Regions from separate parts of the Sus scrofa genome. Here region 2 is linked to region 1. The links are chromatin contacts, called in public HiChIP or PLAC-seq maps. All regions are on one chromosome and are shown on one strand. Each heading gives the region's core, a stretch centred on a gene start, on an enhancer-like site or on the middle of the called end of the contact. The rest is flanking DNA. Distances are from core to core; before and after follow the strand shown.

The links. HiChIP or PLAC-seq counts read pairs in DNA pulled down with a chosen protein or histone mark.
Region 2: an H3K27ac HiChIP or PLAC-seq map of skeletal muscle shows a contact between it and region 1. The contact joins two enhancer-like sites. A contact is called at or near these places in 1 of 47 Hi-C or Micro-C datasets (embryonic fibroblasts) and 1 of 2 datasets of contacts at active chromatin or transcription factors (skeletal muscle).

What each region holds. Positions count from the first base shown.
Region 1 is chr13:72,721,628-72,725,437 of Sscrofa11.1, forward strand. No RefSeq gene overlaps it. Among named protein-coding and RNA genes, the nearest start is that of TPRA1, 62 kb to the left of the region's middle. Within about 2 kb of position 1,459, at least 5 of the 83 cell types and tissues checked have an H3K27ac peak or open chromatin away from gene starts, as enhancers often do. A contact at or near this core is called in skeletal muscle, where this site is marked.
Region 2 is chr13:73,252,405-73,256,541 of Sscrofa11.1, forward strand. It overlaps CHCHD6 (MICOS complex subunit MIC25), which reads right to left. Exons shown (of 10, transcript XM_021069811.1): 1 at 2,438-4,137. The coding sequence starts at 2,524. Among named protein-coding and RNA genes, the nearest start is that of CHCHD6, 8.5 kb to the right of the region's middle. Within about 2 kb of position 2,302, at least 71 of the 83 cell types and tissues checked have an H3K27ac peak or open chromatin away from gene starts, as enhancers often do. A contact at or near this core is called in skeletal muscle, where this site is marked.

The DNA of each region.
Region 1 (3,810 bases), core at 209-2,708:
TTTGGCTAATGGAGAAGGTGGCCCCAGCCTCCTGGAGCCAGAAAGAACTAAAGAAGTGCTGGTGTGAGTCCTTGGGTATTTGGGGGAAAGCATCACAGACAGGGGCACAGCACGTGCAAAGGTCTTGAGGCTGGGACGTGCCTGGCATTTTTCCTGGAATGGCAGGGAGACACTGTGACAGGGGCAGTGGTGAGGGTGGAGGACTGGCCACCAGGACAGAGAGCTGATGGGGGTCAGGTCATGCAGGGCCGTCTAAGTCATAGGAAGACCTCAGCTTTTCCTTGGGGTAATGTGGGGCCATTTGGGTTTTGGTGGAGGGATGGTGAGCTCTGCCTTGCATTTTAAAATGTTCACTGTGGCTACTGGGCTAAGTGGTGACTGAAGGGGCTTCCAGGGCAGAAGTGGGGGATGCAGCCAGGAGGCTCTTGCAATAATGCAGGAGAGAGCAAATGGGGGCTTGTCCAGGTGGTGGCAGTGGGCGTGGGCAGAGGGACCGCCTTCAGGTTAAGGTACATCAGAACCGTTCAGTGTGAAGATTCAGCTCCTCACTGCGTGAGGCTGTGATGTTTGCCTGTTGTGTTGCTAAACGGAAATTTGCAGGCTGACTCTACACTCCCTTGCTCCCTGACTGGTCCAGTGCACACCCTGTTCCATTTTTTTCTGCCTAAGCTGCCTTGTTGACCAAACTGTTAGCGGTTTGTCCCTTCCACTAGAGCAACTCCAGGAAGATGTGGCCCTAGTCAGATTTGTTCATGGCTGTGTCTGCAGAGCTTGGACCCGGACTGACTGCTGAATGGTCAAGTGTACCTGCCAACAGTCTACCTGTGCTCAGAAGGGAATGGGGCAGCCCTGCGGGGCCGTGTTATCTGACCTGGGCCAAGAGCGCAATGGGGTTTTGGCTGGGAGCAGGAGGGAAGGGGGCCGGCATAGGCTTCACCTTTTGGAGCCATGCAAAAAGGGTCCCTTCATGGTGGCAAACTCAGGAGACCATGTGGACTCAGGGGCTGGTGGGAGCCACAGGGAGTGGGGCAGGGGTGGGGTGCAGACATGTGGGAGTTGGGGCCTGTCCATAGGACCTCCCGCCAAATTTTTATACCAGCAAATGCGCTGAGGCTGAACAGCTGCTGTCCTGTGCTTGCTGGTGGGGGCCCTGATGCCTTTTCAGTGTAGGGAGCAGCCCTGGGTGGCATACCCACCCTTCAGGCCCCAGACCAACCCTGCAGGGCCCAACTCATCACACCAGCAGATACGGAGTCAGACACAGAGGGTGAGAGCTCGCTGGGGTTGTAGGGGCAGGTGGGCCTAGCTGGGATTTGAGCTGAGAGCTGTCTGGGTTAAGAAGCAATCTCCACCTACTTACAGTGGCTTTGTTCCAAGAGGCTGTGGAGGCATGGCCAGGGCTGGCGCTCTGGCCCTTGGACAACAGCCTTGGTTGCAGCACTTGGCGCCCATGTCTCACAACTCAGCAGCCGCAGATGGCTGCTCAGTGGGGCTGTGCCCACCGTCCTGGCTACTGAGGGACAGATCTCCAGCCTCAGAGAAGGGTCTCTGCAGGCCCCTTGTCCAGGACAAGGGCCCCAGCAGGCGGCACTTGCAAATACAGCAGCCCTGCAGGGCAGGCAGCGCCCCAGATGGCCGCATGCTGAGATGCAGGAGGAATGCACGGCTTTTGTTCTCGATGAACCAGCTGCTGTGTGGAGGCCACATGGGCCTGGGGCATCAGCCAGCCTTGGACCTCCTTCCCAGTCCTGAGCCACCTTCAGCAAGTTGCTACCCTCTCTGGGCCCCCATGTCTTCTCTGTGGAATAAGGGAGGAGTCTGGCAGCAAGGCCCTGAGAGGAGCTCCTGGCACTGACATTCGGACACCATCTCACACTTGTGCTGGTTTCACTGGTCCTCCTGAACATATACATAAATATTCCTTTTGCTACCACATCAGGGTGAACAGCAACACTTGGCAATTAGTGCATTTTCCCCCCAAGACTCAACTCTTCCCAAAGTTCTGAGCACCTGATCCCCTCTGAATAGGGGCTGTCAGGAGGGGCTCTATGGCTCCCACGGAAATGCACAGATGTTATCATTAAAGAGATGTCAGCCTTGATGGGTGGCAGGGGAGGAGGGGATGTGATAGTGAGGGTGGAGAAGGCGGGGCAGGGCCCAGTGGGAGGTGAGCACAGCCAGAGCAGTGTCCTCATGGCACGGAGAGCTTGGTGTCAGCATTGCAGCCAGAGGACACTGCTGCTAATAATGGTAACAAGGCTAAGGTCAGCACCTGGCAGTTTACCGGGCACTTCTTGAACCTTTCTCGGCATCTCACCATCTTTCAGAAAGGCAGATTTTATTAATCCCATCTTGCAGGTGGAAAAACTGAGACCAAAGGTCAGAGTTTTTATTTTGGCTACAATCCAATATGTACACCAGAGACTGATGAACTTCCTGACCCAGGTTGAGCCCAGTAAACTGCAGGCGAGTCATTCCCAGGCCTAGGGTGGATGGACTTCGGGAGGGCAGATGGCCCAGAGTACCATCAGGCCTTAGGGGAGGAGGCCCTGAGGGGTGGCTGGGGGACCCTGGCCTGTCCAGGATCAACCCAGGAAGCAGGTGTGTGAACCCAGGGAGCCCAGGCGCTCCCCATTCTCAGTGGGTCCTGTGTGTCCAGGTTGGGGGGGTAGTGGTGCTCCATGCTAGTCGATGCTTTTCCCCACTGTCACATGCTTTGCTCCTCCTGCCACCTCGGGTGGGTCTGGGTGGACCTGCCATCTGCCTGCAGCCGGTCCCCGAGGGGCTGGCCATCTGAGTCACCTGGACTGACCTGGACTCCCTGTGTCAGCTTGGCAGCAGGTTCCCTTGCTCTTACCTCATCTGCACCTGCTGGCTTCTGGACAAGGAGTGGGATCACGTGGTCCAGGAGGAGCTCGGCACAGGTAAGCTTCTTTCTCTTCTCTCTGACTCTGGCCTCTGCAGTCAGGCTGGTTGGCTCCCCTCCTCCCCCATCGTGTGCTCCCCCTCTGACAGGCACCTCATTAGCAGAATCTCTGTAAATAACGCCAACCAGTTAGAGTTACAACAAGGTAGCTCATTAAAGCACTCAGCTTGTCTCACTTCCCAATTAGTGTTTCTGCAGTGCAGCCACCAGGGCTGCCTGTGACAGGGCGCCCTTGGCTCGTCATGGGGCCGAAGGGCCTCCATCATGCCAGGGAGCAGCATGGGCAGCCTCAGGACTTGAGAAGCTGGCACACCTCTCCCACCCTGAGGTGCTGCCTCTGGGGTTGGCCTCTAAGAGAACTAACAGGGCACAGGCGCCAATGCCTGCTGGAAGGAGAGGCAGGGCATGGCCACCCCTGGCACCCGCCGTGGACCCAACCAGCCCTTTGGGCTAGATGATCTGTCTCCCATACCTGACACTCTTGTGGTCCATTTGCAAACATTCTTGTTCCCAGATTTCCACCCCCAGACGACTCCAATCAAAACTTCCTGTGTCTCTTCTCAGAGTCTTCCTCTTACCTCCTTATACAGCAGCTTCTTGAACAGCATTCTTCTCCTTGGACGCTTAAGTTATCAGTGGCAACAATGGTGGGAACTTCAGGCTAGAAAGGAGGAGGAGAAGGTGCTGGAGGATGCTGTGGGAGCCAGCGGTGATGATGTTCCCAGGACAAGCCTTATCAGATTGCAGTTTTTCTCTTTTTTTAGGGCCGCACCCGTGGCATGTGGAGGTTCCCAGGCTAAGGGTCCAATAGGAGCTGTAGCTGCCGGCCTACACCAGAGCCACAGCAACACCAGATCCGAGCCTCATCTGTGACCTGCACCACA
Region 2 (4,137 bases), core at 1,052-3,551, 530 kb after region 1:
TGTATTTCACACATGCTTGCTCTGAACAATGGAGCTGAACACAGCATTTTGCATTACTTAAATTTCTTTACCTTCCTCGGAATTAGATCTTGGAGTAAATACGTAAATTTATGCAAATAAGTGTGCAAACTAGCAAGGCATTTAATTTTAAGGAAATTAAGAGTACTTTCCAGGCTAGGGGATGACATACAAGGGGCCTTTAAGAATATTTAACCTAAAAGGAAAAAAAAGGAGCTCCTGATGTGACTCAGCAGGTTAAGAGATCAATGTTGTCTCTCTGAAGATTCAGATTCAATCCTTGGCCTCACTCAGTGGGTCAAGGATCCAGCCTTGCTGCAAGCTGCAGGTAGGTGGCAGATGCAGCTGGGATCCAGTGTTGCTGTGGCTGTGGTATAAGTTGGAGCTCCAATTCAACCCCTTGCTTGGGAACTTTCATATGCCACAGGTGCGGCCATTAAAAGGAAAAAAAAAATTTAACCTTCTCTGAAGTAGCAGGCAAATGCTCTGTTGTGGCATCTACCTTCTATTAAATGAACTTCTCCTTTGGTTCATTCAATGATCTTGTCCAGCAATTTTTTACTTGCTTGCTTTAAGGCAAGGTGGACTCCCCAAATCTCAAGCCACTTTGCAGAAAAATCTTCACACCAACTCTGAATTGCCATCACCTCCTCTCTCTGGTCTCCCTCTCTGAAGCCAGGGTCAGGAGTGGACAGAAGGAACAGAGGAAAGAGAAGGAAGAAAGCAAAGGGCTCTCATAGCATGGGGCCATGCCCCCAACTGTACGCCTCTGGACAAGGCACTTATAGTCTCTGATGGGTCTGCCCAAAGCTCCCTCTTGTTTTAACAGTCTTGATAGAACCTGCGCCCTATCAGGACAGCTAGGAGCTGTTACACAACCTTCACATTGCCTTGCATATGGGAGGGGGCTTGTAGTAGTGAGAAAAGGATGTTTCTTGTACCCAAATGATTAAAGTCCCAAAAGTAACACCTTGGACATGTTCCTTAATGTCGCTAAGCCTAAGTCTCCATTTTAAAAGAGAATTCAGTCTTTGCAGAACTGCTAAGACCTAGAAACAAAATGCCCATCTGATATAAGACCCAAAAAAGATGATGTTCCTTTAATTTAGGGGACATCCCCTTAGAAAACTGTGACTGACTGAATTTTCCAACATTCCCCAATGTAGGTGACAACAGTGGGAGAGGGCCCAGAGAACCTTTCTATATTCTGATTCAGCTACTGCCTCTCACCTTCCAATACAGACATTTTCTCCTCATTCTGTCTTTGCAACGAGCCAGATCAAGACTAGATAACACCTAGCAAGCACTAAATAGGCTACGCTAAGAGGCCCCCACAAACACTCTGCACTTTTCCTAAACATGTCCACATACATCGTCTTACCCTAGGTTGCACCTGGATTATATAGCCTCCTCTCATTTTTTAAAAGATGTGGTGATTGAGACTCAAAAGATAAGTTGTTCATCCCAGGTCACACAACTAATGAGCATCTATCCGGAAGTCAGACTTCCTAATGTCCTTTTCTGAGCCACCTCCATAATCAACTAATTCACCTAAGCTCCGTACCTGCTTCACTGGGTTCATCCATTTAATCATTTAGCAATGGTTTACAAAGCACCAGCCTTGTGCCAGGCACAGATGCAGGAAGCAGGGCACCGAACCAACAGGACACTGAGTCAGCGGAGCTCGAACCCAGCTCGCCAGCTTGTTGCTCAGGTGACCTTGGCTAAGTACCTCAGTGCCTGGTTCTCAACCCATAAAATGAGCAAACCGAATCCTACTTCTAAAGGGCTGTTGAGAATTAAATGAAAAGATCCCCACTAAGCACTCGGATGTGAGCTGCTTTTATTCTTCCTCTAGACTCTGGGGATAGGGTTTGGAGTCAGGCAAGAGCCTTGGAGCTTACCCAGCAGCGGGAAACACAACAGGAAAGTCAAGTATCAATAGAAGTTTCTCATCGTGATGAGCCCTCGGACAAAAACAACTGTGAAACCGCGGGGATGGGAGTGGGGGGCGGCCACTTTAGACTGAATGGTCAGGGAAAGATACTGAGGTGACATCTGAGCTCCCACAAGAACGCACGAGCCGACACAGCCCGTGCGGAGGTCGTGTGCCCAACAGACCCGCAACCCAAGGGGCAAGAAGGCCCTGAGGCCAGTGAACAGGGGCGGGAGAGGGGAAGGGGGAAACTGGCACGGGAAGCTGTGGGAGAGGTAAGCGGCTCGTCGTCCTCGTACAGGCGTGGCGTCCCCGGGCAGCGAGGGCATCGAATCCGGGTCCCGACAACAGGCCCCGCCCCGGCGTCCGCTCCTCCTCCCACCTGGCAGCGGCCGAGCCTGCGGGCGCGCTCCGAGGTCGCGTCCCTCTCGCCGCTGAGGAACGCCCGGCGCCTCCACGCCCGCCCTCCGGCCGCCCGCTCACCCGGATGCCCTGCAGCACCCGGACCCGCTCCTCCTCGTCCATCCCGAAAGACGCCCTGCGGCCCTCGCTGCTTTCCGCGCTGCCCATGGCGGGAGGCGGCTCTGGCGCGCCGGCTCTTCCGGACGGCGCCACCTGCCAACAACGCAGCGTCCCATTGGGCGCGGCCGCCGGGCTCAGCCAATCGCGGGCGGGCCGCAAGGCATTGTGGCGGTTGTAGTCTGGCGGCGGCGCCGGCTGGACCAGGCGCAGGAGCCGGGAATGTGCGTGGTCGGACCGCGGGTTGGGAGGCCTGCTGACGAGCCGAGCGGAGGGGGCAAGGACAGCGCCGAACCGGCCGAGGCGCTGCAGGTTCGTCAGCAAACCGTGCGGAGCAGCCGGGGAGCGCTGACCGGCCGAGGACACCCGGGATGGAGGGAATGGTGAACAGTCGGCGAGCGGCCTGTTGAGGAGCCTCCTGGACGCCGAGGAAAACGGCGGCGTCTCGCTGCCCGGCGAGAAGCTGGCGGGAGGCGCTTGCTTTACCTTCGGAGCTGGAGCTCCGTCTCTGGGGGAGAATAGCCCGCGATGTGAGGGAAGGACTGTGCTGGGCCCCCGGTCAAGGGCCCGGCAAGAAGGGCTCCGCTTGGCGGAGGGAGGAGCAGCCCAGCGCTGCCGGAGAGCGGAAGGGGCAGAGCCGCGGGCCTGGTGAGCGGCTCCAGTGCTTCCTAAAGGCCCACGGAGGACAGCGCGTGGTCCTAGGCTTACGGACACTCAGGCGGCTCCGAGTGCCCTGAACGAAGTGCCCTGCCCTCAGCCGTGCCCTGAACGAAGCCCATTTGTTCTCTGAGCTGCCGACTGGCTTTGATTCGCCAAAGTGGGCCTGGGGCCGAGTTGGGATCATGAACTGGGAAACAGCCGACTGCTCCAAGAAAAGAATCATTTGGAGCCTTTTAGAACTTGGACGCAGGGGTAAGGAGAACAGTGTGGAAGAGAGAGAGAGACGCTTCGAGATGACCACAGCTTGGCCTTGGACGTGGGGTAGGGGCGCTAGGGGGGTTATGAGCAAAGACATCAGCTGGTTTCCTTCAGGATACTTTAATTTGCAAATCTCTCTCCATCCCTTCATCTGTTTCTTCACTATAAGCAGAGGCTGAGGTGGGGATTGTGGTGCAAGAGGTTTATGGGGGGGATGCTTCAGGAGAAAGCGAAGATGTCAAGAGCTGGTAGTGGCTTCAAGTCACCCCCACGGCTCTCAGAGCACAAATTACGTCCAGAATTGGTCCTGCTGGGAGGCAAGGGGCTGACCTTCTGTCCCCCGCAGCAGATGGTCATTAGCACCCTCAGGGAAGAGGGCATACGTGAGCTCTTGGCAGCCAGGAGATGGCCTCACCAGCTGGTGAAAAACCTGAAAGGGGCACTTTCAGCATCCACCACATGTTCCACACTTTTCCAAGGTCTCCTGAACACCCTGTGACTGAAAAAGGGGGTTATAAAAAACGAGGAAAGGGATGGATTTATTTCTGAGTCAGATGATGAAGCAAGTAACCACTGAACTAAATGAGTAAGACAAGAGTCTGAGCCACAGGTGACTCTGAGGCTGTGTGGCCCCCCACCCCCACCACGTGCAGATGCCGGTAGAGAATGGGACTCCCACAGGACTGAAAGTGGGGGGCACACCGACCCCAGCAGAGCTCATGACCACCCAGTAAATTGCGAATTCC